Linked DNA regions of Mus musculus: region 1 is linked to region 2. A link is a contact called in public promoter capture Hi-C data. All regions are on one chromosome and are shown on one strand. Each heading gives the region's core, a stretch centred on a gene start, on an enhancer-like site or on the middle of the called end of the contact. The rest is flanking DNA. Distances are from core to core; before and after follow the strand shown. Region 1 holds the start of Utp11 (UTP11 small subunit processome component). Region 2 holds the start of Zfp69 (zinc finger protein 69).

What was found. Promoter capture Hi-C pulls out the DNA fragments that hold promoters and counts their contacts.
Region 1: a contact with region 2 is called in a promoter capture Hi-C map of pre-B cells. The contact joins the promoter of Utp11 here to the promoter of Zfp69 in region 2. A contact is called at or near these places in 1 of 39 promoter capture datasets (pre-B cells) and 1 of 484 Hi-C or Micro-C datasets (B cells).

The regions. Positions count from the first base shown.
Region 1 is chr4:124,691,225-124,694,843 of GRCm38.p6, forward strand. It overlaps Utp11 (UTP11 small subunit processome component), which reads right to left and starts at 2,330. Exons shown (of 8, transcript NM_026031.3): 1 at 2,216-2,330. The coding sequence starts at 2,278.
Region 2 is chr4:120,950,182-120,953,689 of GRCm38.p6, forward strand. Zfp69 (zinc finger protein 69) reads right to left here and starts at 1,507. Exons shown (of 6, transcript NM_001384119.1): 1 at 1,263-1,507.

The sequences.
Region 1 (3,619 bases), core at 1,080-3,579, 3.7 Mb after region 2:
CCAAGTCTAATGACTTGAATTTGAACCTGGGATCCACTCCTGAAAATTGTCCTCTGACTTCTACAAAGCTGTGGCACCAATACACACATGGTTAAATAAAAATACATGTAAAATAAAAAAATTGTACTCCCTGTATCATACTGCTTCCACTAAGCACACACTAAGAAAGGCTACTCAGCAGGAAAGGGAGCTGTGATAAGGAAGGCAGTGCCATCGCCTCTCAGCCTTTTGTCTAAGATCTACTAGAAAAGGATTTTTAAACCCCGTAAGAAAAAAGAGAAGGAGAAAGAGGCCTCAACTCTACAGCATTAGTCAGCTGCATGGTCTCTGAGATCGCGTCCTTTTCTTCAGGATCTGTAAAGCAGGTATCTCTACAGGCCCTTTGGCTGCGTATATGGGGTTTTGTCTCTTGTTGCCTGGGTTTCATTTTGTGTATATGAATGTGTACACGTGGGTGCACATGCCATGGCATACGTGGAGGACAGAGGACAACATCTTAAAGAGTCCACTCTCAAAAAAAAGGAAGCCATGAAATTGAAAGACCAAGCAGTGGTCCATGGGAGTGTTTATAGAGGTCGCAAAGGGAAAGATGAAACGTTGTAATGAAGCTATAATCTCAAAAAATAAAGAAGAAAAAAAAATAGTCCACTCTTTCCTTCCCCTTAGTGAATGAGTCCTGAGGGTCTGACTCAGGCTGCCAGGCTGTGCGGCAAGCACATCTGCTAGCTGCACCACTTTCCCAGCCTGTTTTGTTTTGTTGAGATCCTGTCTCATGGAGCCCAGAACATCCTAAAATCTGATGCGTTCCCTGAACTATTGATCCTCTTGCCTTTAAAAAGAAAAGAAAAATAATAATAAAAAATATTTGTTTGAGGAGTAAAAAGACGGCTTAACAGTTAAACACAGATTCTCCTCTTCCAGATCCCAGCACCCACGTCAGGATGTCGGACAAATCACAACCCTGGCCCAGGATGTGCTCCCACAAACACCCGCTCACACACTCACACTCAGTAATCTTTTAATTTAAAAAATGTTAGTGTGGCCGGGCAGTGGTGGCGGCGCACACCTTTAATCCCAGCACTTGGGAGGCAGAGACAGGCGGATTTCTGAGTTCGAGGCCAGCCTGGTCTACAAAGTGAGTTCCAGGACAGCCAGGGCTATACAGAGAAACCCTGTCTCGAAAAACCAAAAAAAAAAAAAAAAAAGTTAGTGTGTGTGTGAGAGAGAGAGAGATAAAGAATATGAATGAATGTGAGTGCAGGGCCTATGGAGGCCAGAGGGGGTGGTGGAATTCCTAGAGTGGAGTTAAAGCTATTTGTGAACCCACAATGTGAGTGCTAGGATTTGAACTCTGAGAGAGCAGCCGAGTACTCTTAACGGCTAAGCCCTCTCTCCAAGGCTTGTTAAAAGCTTGTTTGAACCAGTTATGATGTAATTTCTGAGAATGGCAAAGTGGATAAAGTGATTCTGCATACATCTTTATTTGTATTGCATATCCAAACCCTAACACATTCTCCTGAGTAAATCCACACCTATTTATTCTAACTAAATTAAGTGGGGGAACTCCCCACTTCCCTCCTTTTTTTCTTCTTACCAAGGACTACGCCTACTGCCCTTACTTGCTAGGCAAGCAGTTCACCATTGAGGCCTATGTCTAGAATTTTTTTAGATTTTTGAGTCAGGTCTAAGTGACCCAGACAGGCCCCGATTTTGGGATCCTTCTGCCTTGGCCTCTTGGGTAGATGCCATTATAGACCTGGGCTATGAGGTCCAGCAAAGTTTGTAAATGGTCAAGACATTCTCCAGAAGGGATAAGGAAAGTGCCACGATTTTAGGGGGAAGCATATGACAGATCTACACGAACCGCAAATCCCATGCCAAAAGTTGGGCCCAGTTTAGGAACACCCGGGCATGCGTCGGTTGTGAGGCGCCTACTGTCGCTGGTCACTCGGTTACATTCCTTTGACTTTGGTCTCAAGTTCCCAGGGAAAGGCCTCTAGCACACCCTGCCTCACTCAATTACCCACTGACCCTCTACCGTAGAGAATGACAATCCTCCTACCCTGTCCCTGGGTCTCCCCGACAAGGCACGCTGGGGTCAGGCCCCATGTGTTGGGTATTGACTGAAGGCAGATGCGCTGTCCCGTATCCGGATGCAGGGACAGCGAGGGGGCGGGGGCCACTGCAGGCGCCCCTGAGGCTTGCGAGGGCCTACCTGGCTTCGTTCTCGGTGTTCCCGCTGCCGGGTCTTGGCTGCCTTGCGAAAAGCCGCCGACATGCCTACTGAGGTCTAGGAAATGCTCAGCAAACTCCACCACCACGACAGCACTACCCACCCCGCCGCGTCCGCCAAGACACCGGAAGCAGGCCCAAGACGCGGCTTGCAATGCAGCCTATCAGAAGCCTGCTTTACCGGAAATACAGCCCCTCTCAAGCGGCCTGAATCGGAGGGTTCTGGGAGATGTAGTTTCCAAAGCTAGAGTCTTGGGATTCTTTCACAGCTCTCGGTTCGCAGAGAACGTCCACTGGTCCAGAGACCTAGACTTCGCTCCAGGCCGCACGTTGGCATCTGGGAACACATGGCTGGCACTGCTCTCTGGCTACGCTCGGCTTGCGTGTGCGCATGTGCTGTCACCTGAGACTTGGTGTGGGTTAAGATTCTAAGTAGAACTAGAACGTGGCTCACACCTTTAACCCCAGCTCTCTGGAGGTAGAAGCTGGCAATTTTCTGTAAGTTCAAGGCTAACCTGGTCTTACATAGTGATTGCCAGGCCAGCCAGGGCTACATAGTAAAATAAATCGCAGTCTAAAAACAAAACAAAAACAAACAAACCAAAAACTAGAAATAATGTGAATCTTACAGTATACTAGAAAGAGTACTTTAAAACCATATTTGGCTCCTCAGCTGACTTCTGGCTGCGTGGCTCTGAGCTGATTGCTTGACTTTAAAGAGCATCATTTTTCTCACCCATAAAACGAACATAATAATAGCAGACTGGTCTTGCTCATAGGAGTATCAAGGGCTCTGAGTGGCAGAACTGTATCTATAAGCAGAGTAGAAAAGAATCATCTAATAGCAATAAAGTTCCGAGTCCTTCACAGCCATCAAAGTTGTGCGTCTAGCTGGCCGACTTAACATAAGGTAGTTAATGTGATGGATAGAGAGCCGCGAACTGTGGAGGGAGTGTTCTGGTGCCAGCTCTGCTCTTAACCAAGGAAAGTTAGTTTTGCTGAGGCTTGGTATCCACATCTAGTTGTAAAATAATAAAATAATACTATACCCTCAGGATTTTGAGGTTTAAAAGACATATGTTTTCAGTGCTTAATGTTGGGTTTACTTGTTAGCAGGTTCACAATAAAATTGATTTGTTTCTGTTTTTGTTTTGTTTTGTTTTGTTAGTTTGTTTTATTGGGGTTGACTTAGTCTGATTAGGTTTGATGTTTTGAGGCAGTGTCTAGCTATGTAGGCCTGGCTGCACTGACACTCATAGATCAAGCTGGCCTCAGATTCACAGTGATCTCTTGCGTCTGCAAAGAGCTGGGATTACAAGTGTGTGACAGTGTGCCCAGCCATCCTGTTATTTTTGTCACCACTAAAGCTACCTTTAAGTAGCACAAG
Region 2 (3,508 bases), core at 257-2,756:
GTACCAAAGGAAAAAAAAAAGTACAAATGTCCACATGCCCTGACCTGACCACCTTGTAAGCTGCATGCCCCTTCTGCCTGCTTACATATTTGGAGCTGGCGCCAAGGAAGGCTCTTTGATGTCTGACCTGTATGTAAAGCTGAGACCTGAGGCACTTCAAGTCTGACCTTCAGTTTCCTCATCTATAAAATGTGGATGTTAACTACTGCACAGGGATGCAGTGTTGAGACAATGTTAGGTCTACTAAGTTAACAATTAAGACCTTTTTATTTTAAAGCTGTACAATAAACATTATCTTAAAGTTTAAAAAAAAAATCACGGGCTGAAGAGATGGCTCAGCAGTTAAGAGCACTGACTGCTCTTCCAAAGGTCCTGAGTTCAAATCCCAGCAACCACATGGTGGCTCACAACCATCCCTAATGAGATCTGACACCGTCTTCTGGGGTTTCTGAAGACAGCTGCAGTGTACTTATAATAAAGAAATAAATCTTTAAAAAAAATTAAAAATAAAAAAAATCACATGCGTTTATTTATGGGGGTGGAGGTCACATGCCAACTTTTGAGAGTTGGTTCTCTCCTTTTACCAGGGCATCAGACCTGTCTGCCAAAGCCTTTACGGGGCCCCAGTGGCCATCATGTTTTAGAGTTATTTTAGAAAACAATTAGAAAGCTCAGCTTGAATATCTCAGTTGATAAAACAGTAATTCACAGGGCTGCGCTTTGTCATAAGCCAGCAGCAACAGTCGTCATCACACACTCCAAATGCCCAGCACAGCTGGTGAAACGAATCCCCGGTTCAGATGCAATTAAAACTGCAGGGTTATGTGCTCCCACAGAGCTGGAGAGGAGGAAATATAGTATGTCAAGTGCAAGTAGAACCACTACAGAACTGACCATAACAGCAATTTGGAAACAACCCGAATCCATCATCTGAATCGCCCATTCAGCATATGAATAGTTGTGGACACTGGGACCAGATTCAGTGGACCTGATACCCAAACGCAGCTCTCTCTCGGGGAGGGGACTGCTCTTTGAAGTCTGGGGGAAGAGGAGGAAAGGTGAAAGACTGCCTGTCCAAAAAGACCGGAGTTGGTGCAAATAGCCCCGACTATGTAAAAAGTCTCGTCACTAAGTGCAAACTTTGTGCTGTTCCTTCCGAAGGAGCTGGCAATCCCAGAAGCTTGCTGAACGACCCATCGGCAGAACTTCGCAGGCAGCCACCCGGTCGAGCTCGCAGCTCCGCAGCAGAGTCGCCTACTCACCGGAGGATCTCCGGATCCGTTCCCGCCAGCCTTCCACGCTCACACCGCGGCGCCCAGTGCGCAGCGTGGCTTCCGAGGGACACAGGACACCGTCGGCCTCCGGGCTGGACACCGGCCTCTCCCGCTTCTCACCCGCCGCACCCGGGAGCGGAGCTCCGCGCGCACAGGCGTCCTGCCCGGCCTTCTGTCCCAGCCCAGGACCTGCGGCGCCGGCTGCGGCTCAGATGCCCGAGCTCCGCCGTTTCACCCCGCCCCTCTAGCCCGGTTCGTGTCCCCGCGCCTCCACCCGGGACCCGCCCACCCCACGCTGCTCGCGTCAGCGCCCTGCCCGTGGCTCCGCCCACCCGGGTGCTGCGCGACCCAGATCCCGGAAGCCGGAAGCCGCCCGGGCAGACCCAGGGGCGGTGTCCAGCGAAGCCGGCAGCCCCTGCTGAGGGTCTCCTGTACCCCGTGGCCCGGCGAGTCTTCCTGGAGAAGCCGCTTCTCTGTCATTCTTTCATTCTTAAGGCTTCAGGATGCAGCCTTAAATCGCACGCAGTTCCTGCTCTCTCCTAATCTCCTAATTCTGGTGAATTCGATAAGTAGAAAAATAGACAATCCAAAAGGCAACAGGGGCCTAGAAAACAATAAACTTAAAAAAAAAATTCCGGGATATGTATTTTTAATGTCCCTAAAGACATGTATTAGTTTGCTTAAGGCTGCCTCCCACCCCCAAAGAAAAACACTTCACACCGGTGACTTAAACAATAGGAATTTATTTTCCCATGGTCCTGGAAGGTAGAACCCCTTTCTTCCCATATTCTCACGGCGTGTTTCCTGAGTGCCTGTAGCTAGGGGAAGTGTCTGGTGTCTGAGTTAGCCTTCCTCAGTTCCTCAATTTAACTTATCTCTTTAAAAGTTCAGTAAACATATGGCATTGAGAAAATAAAACTGAGCCCACTGGAAGATACAGAAGAGATGACGACAGAGTAAACACTTACCAGAGCAAAAATTGGAAAACCAGCATCCAGAAAGTTAATCCAAGTTGAAAGCGGCTTTTGCCCAGCTATCTGGAAAACAGACCTTTCATACTGCACATAGAGACTGGGAGGGGGAAAAATGAGCGGACTTGGGACTGATATAGGAAACCCTCTCCACATGAGTAGAACCTCGAAGGGCTGGGTGTTCTCTTTAATGTGTGTGTGTGTGTGTGTGTGTGTGTGTGTGTGTGTGTGTGTGTGTGTGTCTGTGTGTGTTTGGGATGGGGGAAGATAAGTGAAACAACATGGGAAAAATTCATGAACTGCAAAAAAATTTCGTGTCGTTGGCTGTGATCTTCGTTCAAAGTCATCTCTATCTATTGAGTTGAAGACAGTGGCACTTGGGCTGTAAATTAATTTGCAAAAAAAAAAAAGACAAATTGGCAGTAGAGAGTTTATTAAACACTACTGTACAGTTGCATCTGGTGCTCCTGGAAAAGGGATTGCACCCCTGAGAGGAGTGGAAGATCTTTGGAGTTGGCAGAACTAAAGCTCTGAGTTTATCTCATGAGCTGTTTGTCAGTGTCCCCATCTAAGGGACCCGCTGACTTCTGTCTTGCTAAGCAGTTAGTCTTACTGCACTAAGTAACTAATTAGCTAACTCTTGATTGGAACAGACACCAGGTGTCATTCAGAGTAGGCTTCAAATGCCTGTATAATACATCACAAGTCATTGGTTCCCCACAGTCCCACTCTGATTGTTAATGTGGAAGGAGGTTTGTTTGTTTTGTTTTTGACTCTACATGTTACGGGGGCGGGGGGCATCATCTTTAGCAGACAGCATTATAACTGTAAGCACCCGGCTTCCCTTCAGTTACAATGTCGAGTGCAGACTTAAAGATAAGCAAGCTGTGGGCATAGTCCCATGTGGTGTTAGGGTGCCTACTCAGTCTGCCTAAGGCTCTTCATATTCAACTCCCCAGTTCATGGTGGCACCAACCTGCAAAAATGACTGTTTCCTTAAAGAAATAAAATGTGGCTGGTTGGTGGTGGCACACTCCTTTGATCCTAGCACTCAGAAGGCAGAGGCAGGAAAGAAAGAAAGAAAGAAAAAAGGGAAGAAAGAGAGAGAGAGAGAGAGAGAGAGAGAGAGAGAGAGAGAGAGAGAGAGGAGAACCTGACTTGGAGTATTTTGGCAGACACCTGGAATCTCTAAAGTAATTTTTGAAGGCAGACTCATTGATATGTGTGTGTGTGTGTGTGTGTGTGTGTGTGAGAGAGAGAGAG